Linked DNA regions of Drosophila melanogaster: region 1 is linked to region 2. A link is a contact called in public Hi-C data. All regions are on one chromosome and are shown on one strand. Each heading gives the region's core, a stretch centred on a gene start, on an enhancer-like site or on the middle of the called end of the contact. The rest is flanking DNA. Distances are from core to core; before and after follow the strand shown.

Region 1 (5,782 bases), core at 1,932-4,431, 3.2 Mb after region 2:
CTAGCCACCCACTGAAATTGAGTGAAATCTGGCGAAAAGCACGCAAAAATGGCAAAAACGAAATATTCATATCTTTCGCTTTACCGCTGCGTCTGCTGCTACTTGCGCATTTTTCGACTTTTGCAGACAGGTGGGCGTAGTTACGCCCCCACGACAGGCGCAACAATGTCGGCAATGCAGTGCGATGGGCAATTAACGGAGCAATTAGCGCCATGGAATTTGGCGATTTAGCATTATTACATTAACATAAATTCGTGTTGGCATTTATGTATACGACTGATCCCGCGAAAGCAAGCACGATTAACTCCGAGTGCTGCTATATATACATACATACCTGGATTTTCATTTGGAGCGAAAGATGTTTTAATGGCCACAGTGGAGGCCAGAATACTAGCAACTTTACATATACTAGCTACACTCCGTTTCAATAGGTTCATTTGAATCCTTGATGGAGTTTTGATAATAAACACTAATAATTAGATATGAACTGGATTTTTGGTGCTAAAAATTTGAGTGGTGCTGTTCTTCAATTCTTGGCTGAGATTTCGAGATTTCTTCAAACGTTTTTTCGCCTTTTTAGCCAAACTAACCGTCCATGGCCTTGGTTTTCGGGTGCTTAACTCCCCCGACTGCAAACGCACGATCAAAACTTACGTACATCCCCTCTACCTACCTCCCTCCCTTCCTTCCACCACCGCACTTTTCCAACGTGTTTGTGCACGCAAACTAATTAAGACAAGCAATTAATGGCTGTATTTAATTTTTCCAATTGCGTTGCGATGCCGAAATGGCCAAAAACGCTGGAGTGAAAATGTATTTGCAACTTGAAGATAGCCAAAAGCGGTTAACTGCAATGCCAGCTGTTGAAATGTGAAACAAACATACATACATATGTATGTACATAGTTATAAAAATAACGCGAAAAGGGGTGGGGTGGCAACCCTGGCGGTGCGTGCACGAAAAATAATGGAAATGGAAGAAAACCAAATGAAATGCGAAAAATTTACGAAAATTTTCACATTCAATGACCTTGACAATGGCTTTGGCCCAAGTCGCTCAACTTGTTTATTTCATTTACTTCGCTTGACGTGTGTGAGCGTAGAAAACGTGACGAGTTACGTACTTTTGGAGAAAGGTCGTTGATCATGGCTAAATGTTGTTGCTTTTCGCTTAATAGCGGTCTCAAAGTCAACATCAACGCGCTGTTTTTGGCCATTTCAGTATTTCTAGTTTCGATACCCCTCACCGCCGTCCCTCCGTCGGATTCCAGCGCTTTTTCGAACTGTTTCCCTTCAAAAACAGCTTTTTTTTCTTGAATTCAGTGGCGCAAGGTTAAAAGTGCCGAAAACCGAAGCCATTGGCCCGGGGAAATTTCTGCGAGTTTTTTCATCGCCTTGCCAAAAAAAAAAAAAAACAAAAAACAAACGATCGAGCAACGAACTTGAGAGAAGCAAATAGAGCCAAAAAAAAGGTTATGATTTTGTTCCAAAGAATGTTCCATAGAATTCTATATTCTAAAAACACAAATGATACTTCTAAAAAAAAATCATATTCATAAATGACTCTTTCCATGAATGGCATCAACTCTGAATCAAATCTTTGCAGATGCACCTACTTCTCATTTCCACTGTCACATCATTTTTCCAGATCTCGCTGCCTGTTATGTGGCCCACAAACCAAGACACGTTTTATGGCCATTAAAGCTGGCTGATCGTCGCCAAACACCAAATACATAATGAATATGTACACATTCGAGAAAGAAGCGATCAAAGAAGCGTCTTCGGGCGGAGTAGGAGAATGCGGAGGAGAAGGAGAACGAGCTGATCTAGTATCTCTCCACAATCCAATGCCAACTGACCAACTGGCCATATTCGGAGCAATTTGAAGCCAATTTCCATCGCCTGGCGATCGCTCCATTCTTGGCTATATGTTTTTCACCGTTACCCGGGGCCATTTTCAAAGACTCGTCGGCAAGATAAGATTGTGTCACTCGCTGTCTCTCTTCATTTGTCGAAGAATGCTGAGGAATTTCGCGATGACGTCGGCGAGTATTTTGAAGAATGAGAATAATTTGTATTTATACGAAAATCAGTTAGTGGAATTTTCTACAAAAACATGTTATCTATAGATAATTTTGTTGCAAAATATGTTGACTATGACAAAGAACTGGAATTAAGTGGCATATTTTGCATTGCTTTCCGATAATAGTTGTATTTTTATAAAGTAAAGCGTTTGTAAAATAAATACCTTTAATGTATTCTCATTTTCTTATGTATTTATAATGGCAATGATGATACTGATGATATTTTAAGATGATGCCAGACCAAAAGGCTTGAATTTCTGCGTCTTTTGCCGAACGCAGTGCATGTGCAATTGTTGTTTTTTGGAATATTCAATTTTCGGACTGTCCGCTTTGATTTCAGTTTCTTGGCTTATTCAAAAAGCAAAGTAAAGCCAAAAAAGCGAGATGGCAATACCAAATGCGGCAAAACGGTAGTGGAAGGAAAGGGGTGCGGGGCAGCGGAAGGAAGGGTGGGGCGGGGCGTGGCGGGGTCTGTGGCTGGGCGCGACGTCACCGACGTTGGAGCCACTCCTTTGACCATGTGTGCGTGTGTGTATTATTCGTGTCTCGCCACTCGCCGGTTGTTTTTTTCTTTTTATGCTGCGCTCTCTCTAGCGCCATCTCGCTTACGCATGCTCAACGCACCGCATGTTGCCGTTTCCTTTTATGCGTCATTTTGGCTCGAAATAGGCAATTATTTAAACAAAGATTAGTCAACGAAAACGCTAAAATAAATAAGTCTACAATATGGTTACTTATTGCCATGTGTGTGCAGCCAACGATAGCAACAAAAGCAACAACACAGGTGGCTTTCCCTCTTTCACTTTTTGTTTGCAAGCCGCGTGCGAGCAAGACGGCACGACCGGCAAACGCAATTACGCTGACAAAGAGCAGACGAAGTTTTGGCGAAAAACATCAAGGCGCCTGATACGAATGCATTTGCAATAACAATTGCGATATTTAATATTGTTTATGAAGCTGTTTGACTTCAAAACACACAAAAAAAAAAATAAAACAAATTATTTGAAAGAGAATTAGGAATCGGACGCTTATCGTTAGGGTAACAACAAGAAATGCTTACTGAGTCACAGCCTCTGGAAAACTGCCGCAAGCCAGAGAGAGAGAGAAAAAGAGGGAGAGCAGCTTAGACCGCATGTGCTTGTGTGTGAGGCGTCTCTCTCTTCGTCTCTGTTGCGCAAACGCATAGACTGCACTGAAAAAATCGATTACCTATTTTTTATGAATGAATATTTGCACTATTACTATTCAAAACTATTAAGATAGCAATCACATTCAATAGCCAAATACTATACCACCTGAGCGATGCAACGAAATGATCAATTTGAGCAAAAATGCTGCATATTTAGGACGGCATCATTATAGAAATGCTTCTTGCTGTGTACTTTTCTCTCGTCTGGCAGCTGTTTCGCCGTTATTGTTAAAACCGGCTTAAGTTAGGTGTGTTTTCTACGACTAGTGAATGCCCTACTAGAAGATGTGTGTTGCACAAAATGTCCCTGGAATAACCAATTTGAAGTGCAGATAGCAGTAAACGTAAGCTAATATGAATATTATTTAACTGTAATGTTTTAATATCGCTGGACATTACTAATAAACCCACTATAAACACATGTACATATGTATGTTTTGGCATACAATGAGTAGTTGGGGAAAAAATGTGTAAAAGCACCGTGACCATCACAGCATAAAGATAACCAGCTGAAGTATCGAATATGAGTAACCCCCAAATTGAATCACATGCCGCAACTGATAGGACCCATGGAAGTACACTCTTCATGGCGATATACAAGACACACACAAGCACGAACACCCAGTTGCGGAGGAAATTCTCCGTAAATGAAAACCCAATCGGCGAACAATTCATACCCATATATGGTAAAAGTTTTGAACGCGACTTGAGAGCGGAGAGCATTGCGGCTGATAAGGTTTTAGCGCTAAGCGGGCTTTATAAAACGGGCTGCGGGACCAGTTTTCATATCACTACCGTTTGAGTTCTTGTGCTGTGTGGATACTCCTCCCGACACAAAGCCGCTCCATCAGCCAGCAGTCGTCTAATCCAGAGACACCAAACCGAAAGACTTAATTTATATTTATTTAATTAATTTTAATAAAACACACCAAATGTAAGTAGCTTTCCCCTTCCCAACAACAAAACACCATCGAACCACTCCCACCAAGAAAAAGCAATAATCGAGAAAAGCCGCGGAAAATGTGTGATTTTTTTTGTAAACAAAACATTTTTTTATGTGCCAGTGCTGAAAGTGATCAAAAAATACTAGCCACGAGCTAAAGAGTTATTGTATTGACCAAAACTCCAAAAATACCCAAGTTTGGCCCTAAATTGTCAATCAAAATACCAATAGGTCGAAAGACATCAAAATTAACAAAACCAGGGTTTCAAATACCATAACTCAAGAATCAGGATTACAACTGCAGATTTCAGGATATATACATACAAATTATACGAAATTATAAAAACCAAAGCAATTCAATAGCCCCAACTCAAATGTTAGGATCTAATATAGTGTTTAAAGCCAAGCTCGCTGATGTGGGCGTGTCACGATTTCACCCAAAGATATGCCAAATTACGAATTGCAAATCAATTCGCCAACACTTTCTTTTTTTCCCACGCCCTAAAACACCAGATCATCCATAAATGTACATACATACAGTATATGCATATTATAATCTGTAAAACTAGATCAGGTTCTTGAAAATAGTGACGTAGGCAGCCGTTTTGGCTGAAGCAGAAATTTTTGCCGGTTTTTCAAAGTTGTAGTTGCAAAAATGGAGAAAACCTTCGAGCATTCGTTCATATACACACACTCACGCGCAAAATAACGAGAGAGAGTGTATGTGTGTGTGAGAGAGCGAAAGCCAGACGACGGTTTGCTTTTCGCCTCGAAACATGACCATATATGGTCACAAAACTTGGCCGCCGCAATTCAACACACCAGCGCTCTCCTTCGCACCCATAGCGACCATGGCGCGGAGCGAGCGAGATGGCGAGAGCGAGCGACGCCTATGGCGACGTCGACGCAGGCAGCGATTGAAAAACGCAGTTAACTGGCATTCAACATTCACCAGCCACTTTCAGTCGGTTTATTCCAGTCATTCCTTTCAAACCGTGCGGTCGCTTAGCTCAGCCTCGCCACTTGCGTTTACAGTAGTTTTCACGCCTTGAATTTGTTAAATCGAACAAAAAGGTAAAGTTTAACTAGCTTTGAAAAGTTTCGTGGCTCTTAATTGTTAAATTTTCTAGAGTGCGTTTAGTGTTTTTTTTTTTTTTTATTTTGTAATGTTAATTTCGGGTTCCAATTCGAGTTTTAGGCAGCCGCCATTTTAAGGGCGCATACACACAGGCAACTGTGCTCTCTTTGCGGCTTTCTTTTGCACCGGCATTCGTTAAGTGTCGTCTAGAAGCTTCTCCCCTCCCTTTTCGGCATATTCGTATTGTGGTTTTAATTTTTCGGGGCGGGGCCTTCTATTTTGTAACTGTTCTTTTAATTTCTTATTACAATTCGATCGCAAGTGAAAATCAGTTTTCAATCGGAAAAGTATTTTTTTATGAAATTTTTTTTGTCCAAGATTAAAATTTTGTACTAAAAAAACGTACATTGCATTGAGTGATTTTTAATTGTACACGAAAAACAAGTTAGTTTGTTATGACAATTGTACTTTGGTAGACCAGCGCAGTCC
Region 2 (5,745 bases), core at 1,080-3,579:
GTAGCGCAGCACGAAAAACGCAATTAATTTGTGCGAGAATGTGGAAATGGCGGAAAAGCATTTGCCTTTGTGACGCACCGCTCCTCCTTACATTTTATTTGTGCAGGTGAATGGAATGGAAAAAGGTCTATACTTCTATGACTTAAGTTGTGAGATTACATTATATATATATTATATGGTGTACTTGTATCGCATCGAATGCGCTTTTAACCTTTGCGGTTTAGATTTGGCTTTGGCCATTTGCTGTTCTTTTGTTGGTGGGCTGGCTGTTTGGTTTGCGAGTGGCGAGGCCAGTAAGCCACATTGAAACCAGTTGTGTGGTGTTCGCAACTACGCCGCCCACCAGCCCCTTTACCATCGTTCCCGCCCCCCAATTGGCAAGGCCGATTATCGACCGCTGACCGAAGGCTGCGAAGAAAAAGCAAACAACGAGCCGTTTAGAAAGTTACCAACTGTTTAAGTTGCCTTAATTGATCTGTTGCGTTTATTCCTCGTTTCATTTTGCTGTTTCAGGTTAACGGTCGTGCCTGGCCTTGGCTGCGTTCTATTCCGCTGTGCCAACGCAACGTTTGAAATTTAGCCAGCTAAAAACTGTGCATTTACCCAACTGTAAGGATTTGTATTTGGTTTTTATTGCGCTTAATTTGTTTCGTTGTGGTTATCACCTCCGGGTTTAATTTCACTGTTTCAGGCTAAATCACATTTGGCCTTGACTGTCCGTGATCCATTCCGATTCGTTTCGCCCATTCCACTTAGCACATTGCCTGGCGTCAATTAATTGATCAACAGTAGGAACGTTTTGCATCCAAAAATAGACGCCAAATATTATCACTTGCCTTTTGTCTATTTTTAATGCAAATTGTGTGGGCAGGTAATGGGGAGAAAAGGACGTTTAATCAGCGGCGCGTGGCGTCTAACGAAATTATCGCATGACCAACTAAATCGGCTGCCCCCCCCCCCCTCCCCTCCCCTCCTCAACCACCGATTACACTGAGATTTTTCGCCGCTCGCCAAAACTTTCCAGTCTGCTGCACAACAATGTGAAACGGAACACGAAACGTTCCTCCTCTTCTTGATTCACATATGTGTGCATATATAGACCGACAGACAGACACAAACGTATTTTCTGCGTTTCGTTGCGAATCTTTTGGCGCAATTAGCGTGCACAATTAGCACATCTCTAGTACTCGTAGCGCCGTCCTTTTCCTTCCAGCTCGCTTGCGTGCAAATTTAATTAGCGGCCCATGCTCGACGAGAAAGAGACGGCATGAGATGGGAAGTACTAGATGAATTATTGGATGGAAATTTAATGGCTTCGAGGTGAAGTCTTTTATTCCACGACTCCCAATTATCGATTAAAAAGAGAAAAGAAAGACACACAAATTTTCCACTGGGTCGAGATTTGCAATTAGCACTTCGTTATTTATGCGCCGAATTCATTTTCCGCCTTGCAATTTACCTACGACAAATATAAACATACAGTATTGGGACTAGCACTTAGCGTGAATCCATCAAAAAATCCGCTTATCACTTATCACGTGCTTCCCCAAACGCCCCCGAGTGTCGTCTACGAGTATTTGCGATGTCGTTTGTAACTCGCAGTAAATTTCGACCAGACTTTTGTGGGTCTGGTGGTCCGGTGGCATCTGGTCTGAACCGAATCTGACGCAACTTGACCCAAGTTGCTTGGCATCGATCTTCCAGTGCACTAGCACCTTGGGCGAAAAGTGGGTCTTGCTGTCGCTGTTGGATTTTGTCTGTCTGTGGGGAAATCTTATCGCACGCCATATAGAGTTTTGGGCTCGCCTGCCGTCTGGTGTCATCAAGTCATCAAGTGTCTGCGCCACCTAACAGATACGATGTGTAAAAAACTACTTGAGTGGAATCTTGGTAAAGTTTATTTACTATACCCAGAATAATATTGATTTGGTTTTCTTGCTTTTCTACTCTAGTACTGCGTTCATGCAATGCACTATACTCGCATTTTGTTTCAATTTAAGTTCGCGCTTTTACGAAATCATGAAACCTTACTGCATAAACGTACATAGCGCATGAAGTCGGTGTGTCGGCGAACTTTGTAAGGGGTTATGTGGCTAACTTCTGTGCTTTCGATTTTAAACAATAATGCGGGGAAGCACAATGAAAATGAAACATAACGAGAAACAAGCAACAGAAACAAAAACAAAAACAACACAAAGGCGTTTCATCAAGAAACAGGGGAAGCGGCGAGAAAGAAGCAGAAACTTCAGCATTCGCCTGACGTAAATGCTGCCACGCATTGCGTCATTGTGGGGCTGAAGTGGGAGCGAGAGGGGCTAGACTGTGGGAGTGAGATGGTTGCAACTGCGTGAGAGGGAGAGCAGCTGTCGTTCCTTTTCTCATGAGAGCATTTGTCGGCTTTTTCAGCTCATTAATGATTCGATTTTTCTTTTATATTTTGTGGTTTTGTGTGTGTGTGCCTTTTGTTTTTTTTTTGTTTTGCTGTTGGATGACACATGGTTCACTTATTCAACGAGGGGGGCGGGGGTGTGAGCCAAAAAATAAAAACAAAAAAAAGTGGAGAGATTGTCTATAAATAAACCAACATTTTGGTAAACTTTATGCGGTGCAAGCGCTTTTCTCTGTGATAAACTGTGCGTAATTTTTGTGGGAAAAATGGGAGAAAAATGACGAAAATCTAAATTTCATGGTGACCTGAATTTTTGAGTTCACTATCCTAACGATCGTGCTTATTGAATTGGCTGATGCAATTCATTGATGGCTTGCAAATATTATTATTAAGTTATAAGTTTTTTTTTTTTTTTTTTTTTTGTTATTGTTTTACTTGACTAATAGCTATAAGGGTCTTTAAAAGTCTGGGTTGAAGGCAGTTCGCTGGCTTACTTTTGCATATTTTTTCTTCTTTGTTTTGTTTCTCAGGTTTCTTGGCTCGAGTTTTTGCATTTGGGGGACAACCCAAGTACTTGGAACTCCACATTTAGTCAGCGCTCGTTGAATTTGTCTTGGTTTTTTTCCTTCGGTCGTCTTTGAATGGGTAAAAATGGGCAGTGACTAAGCCAATGTCAATTTAAGTGGCCACTTGAAGTAGTAGAATTGTTTCGACAAAAATCACTGTGTTAAGCAACATAACATAATACATTCAAACACTCTTTCGCTTTATGAGTTGACTCACTGTGTTTTTTGTTTTTTATGCATATTGTGTTTCGTTTTATTTTTACAATCGCAGTCGTCGTGACTTTCCCATAAATTCCAAAAAATAAACAAAAATATTTTGTAATTTCTTATCAATGTGGAAAATGCTTCTTCTCGTCGCTGCCTTGTTTATTTGTTTACATTAAGCAACAACCCAACATTGTTGTTGTTTTGTCATGTAATTATGATAATCAAGTGCAGTAAAAACGAAAACAAAGAACTTGGCAACAAGAAGGGGTTTTTTTTCGAGGGGGTTTTGGGGATTGGCATACGTTCGCATATACATATGTATGGTGTGAGGTTTTTAGAGTGGATTGCCGCTTATCATCGCAAGTTAATCTACTTTCCCAGTTCATATACTCTCGTACACGATCATGTACTCCTATATGTTCTATATGCATACTTAAAAACGACGGGCCATATAGATAGGCGATACATGATCCGAGGTGCTTCAATATAAATAACCCCCAGTCCCATTTCACTCTGTTTCCCGTTCCCAATTAACAGGGAAACGTACTTAGCACAACACACACATGACCAAAGTTCACTTTTGGCTAAGCGTTTTATATTATTTTTGATTAATTAGGCAATTTGCCTGAAGCGTTGTTGTTGCTACTTTTTATTTGCTGATAAGATTGGGCCATGAATTGCGACATGCACGTGTGGTTTTGGCATAAGTCGAGTTCCTCCTGCTTCCGCCCGCCCACCAGAACAGAAGCAAAGCCACTCCAGAATCGGTGCTTTGGTTTGGCGACAACTTGACATTCAGGCCAGCCACCCACCATCCCACCTGGTTGGTCTTTGGTTTTGTTGGTTCGTATCGTATTGAGTGCACGACTAAGGACCGAAAGTGAATTTCAAGTAGAAGGGAGTGGGTTTTTAAGTGGATGAGTGACACGAATAGCGTTATTATTTGATTGGTCATAGTTTCATGGAGTGGAGTGGCTCTCTGAAACTGTTTGGTAGTCTAGCAACATAATATGGGCTCCTCATTTTTTTAGAGCTTATATCTACTATATAGCTTTTCTGGAATGGAATCGAATACTAGAATTGTTAGCTCTTGTTTGCATCAGGGTTCTTTGTGAGTAGTGCTCTCTTTATATTTCCTCGCCTTGAGTTCAATTTATTTTTTTTTTTTTGTTTCCATTGTTTGGCCGTTATCTCTTGCTGCAATTATTGATTTTCAGCTGAAATTACTAATCAATTGATAATGGATTGCTCTTAATGTATATATTTAAAGTCATCGTTTCGAAGTCAGAGCGAAAAACTTTGTTCTCCAAGTTTCCTCGTTTCCATTTTATCACTTTGTTGTCATATAAGTGGGTTAAACAATTATCATATAATTGCCGTTCTAATGATACGAGCAAACGCATACGCCGATGCCTAATCAACAAATATTGATTGTTTTCATTATACATGCATTCCGTTTACATAGAAGGATTTCTGAATATATATAAAATATATATATTTACATGTGTTCTAGACGACGAGAATCAAGGTATTATTATTACCACAAATTATCGCATTTTGAGAAGCCAGTTTGGACGTTGAGCTTGTTGTTTCGGTTTTTACCAGTTTTTGGTTGTTCTTGCTGCCATTTGGGACTATAAAGGTGTGGGTGGTGGTGGTAATTGGTGATTGGGTGGCGGTTGCCACCAGGGTTGGGCATTCACTAATCGCGTGTTGGCTTTGGCACCACCTAACCACCATCTACCTCCCCTCACATTTCTCCCATCACCTTTCCTTTGTGTTGTTCGCTTCCTTTTCCTTTAGTTTTCCAGAGCTGCTGGCTCGTGTTTTTGCCATTGGCTCTCTTTACCATTTTGACGGCATTGTGTTGGTGGCTTTGTGCCCTGTAACTTTCCTTTTGTGTTAAATGTCCCATTGTCTTTTGTTTGTCGAGTTCCCTGGCAAGAGGCAACTACGCGTTGCAATATCAATTATTAAAGGCTTTTTTCTAGAAGAATTTGTACAGATATGGTATACGAAAAATGTAATAAGGTAGAGAATCTTCTTTGTTTCAATCTATTTCTGCTTTTAACCAGTTTACGTTTGTTTATCGTTATCGCTGTAATCGGCATTCGCCACCATTGCTATCGAAGTCATATGCCTTTAAGATGTTAATCGACGTCGGTGTGATGCGATGTGCTGCAGTCTGTCATGGGTTAATTGTCTGGTCAGCTCTAATTATTGATTGCCGACTCCCGGTCATTAGCAGCTGGCGAAGGAAGTCAACGATAGCGATAGCGATAGCCATGCACAAGCTTTTTCGGTTTCTTCTTTTTCGTTATACATACATATGTATGTACATAGTAGAATATGATGTATGTATGTATGAATATGTTTGATATTTTTATTTACCACCCCCTGCGTAGGGTGGGCTTTTGTGTATCACCACACCAGGGCCTCCCACTTTTGGTTGCTTCTTCTGTTGTTGACTGGTTGGTATTCTCAAGTCTTTGGCAAATATGTAGATGCGCAAAATTTCCTGTGGCGCTTTACTCTTCAATTCGTCTCATTTAATGATTCTTCACCTATTTCTTTCCCAAATGA

The links. Hi-C and Micro-C count contacts between places; a contact is called where the count stands out from the background.
Region 1: a contact with region 2 is called in a Hi-C map of the Kc167 cell line, with 2.5 times the contacts expected there. The contact joins the promoter of lncRNA:CR45668 here to the enhancer-like site in region 2. A contact is called at or near these places in 5 of 107 Hi-C or Micro-C datasets (the Kc167 cell line, the S2 cell line, embryo and 2 more).

What each region holds. Positions count from the first base shown.
Region 1 is chrX:5,896,808-5,902,589 of dm6, forward strand. lncRNA:CR45668 (long non-coding RNA:CR45668) reads right to left here and starts at 3,182. Exons shown (of 3, transcript NR_123807.1): 1 at 2,248-3,182. Act5C (Actin 5C) reads left to right here and starts at 4,054. Exons shown (of 2, transcript NM_001297986.1): 1 at 4,054-4,206.
Region 2 is chrX:2,650,337-2,656,081 of dm6, forward strand. All of the region lies in intron 4 of sgg (shaggy), which reads left to right. Among named protein-coding and RNA genes, the nearest start is that of sgg, 19 kb to the left of the region's middle. Within about 2 kb of position 2,330, at least 32 of the 39 cell types and tissues checked have an H3K27ac peak or open chromatin away from gene starts, as enhancers often do. A contact at or near this core is called in the Kc167 cell line, the S2 cell line, embryo and 2 more, where this site is marked.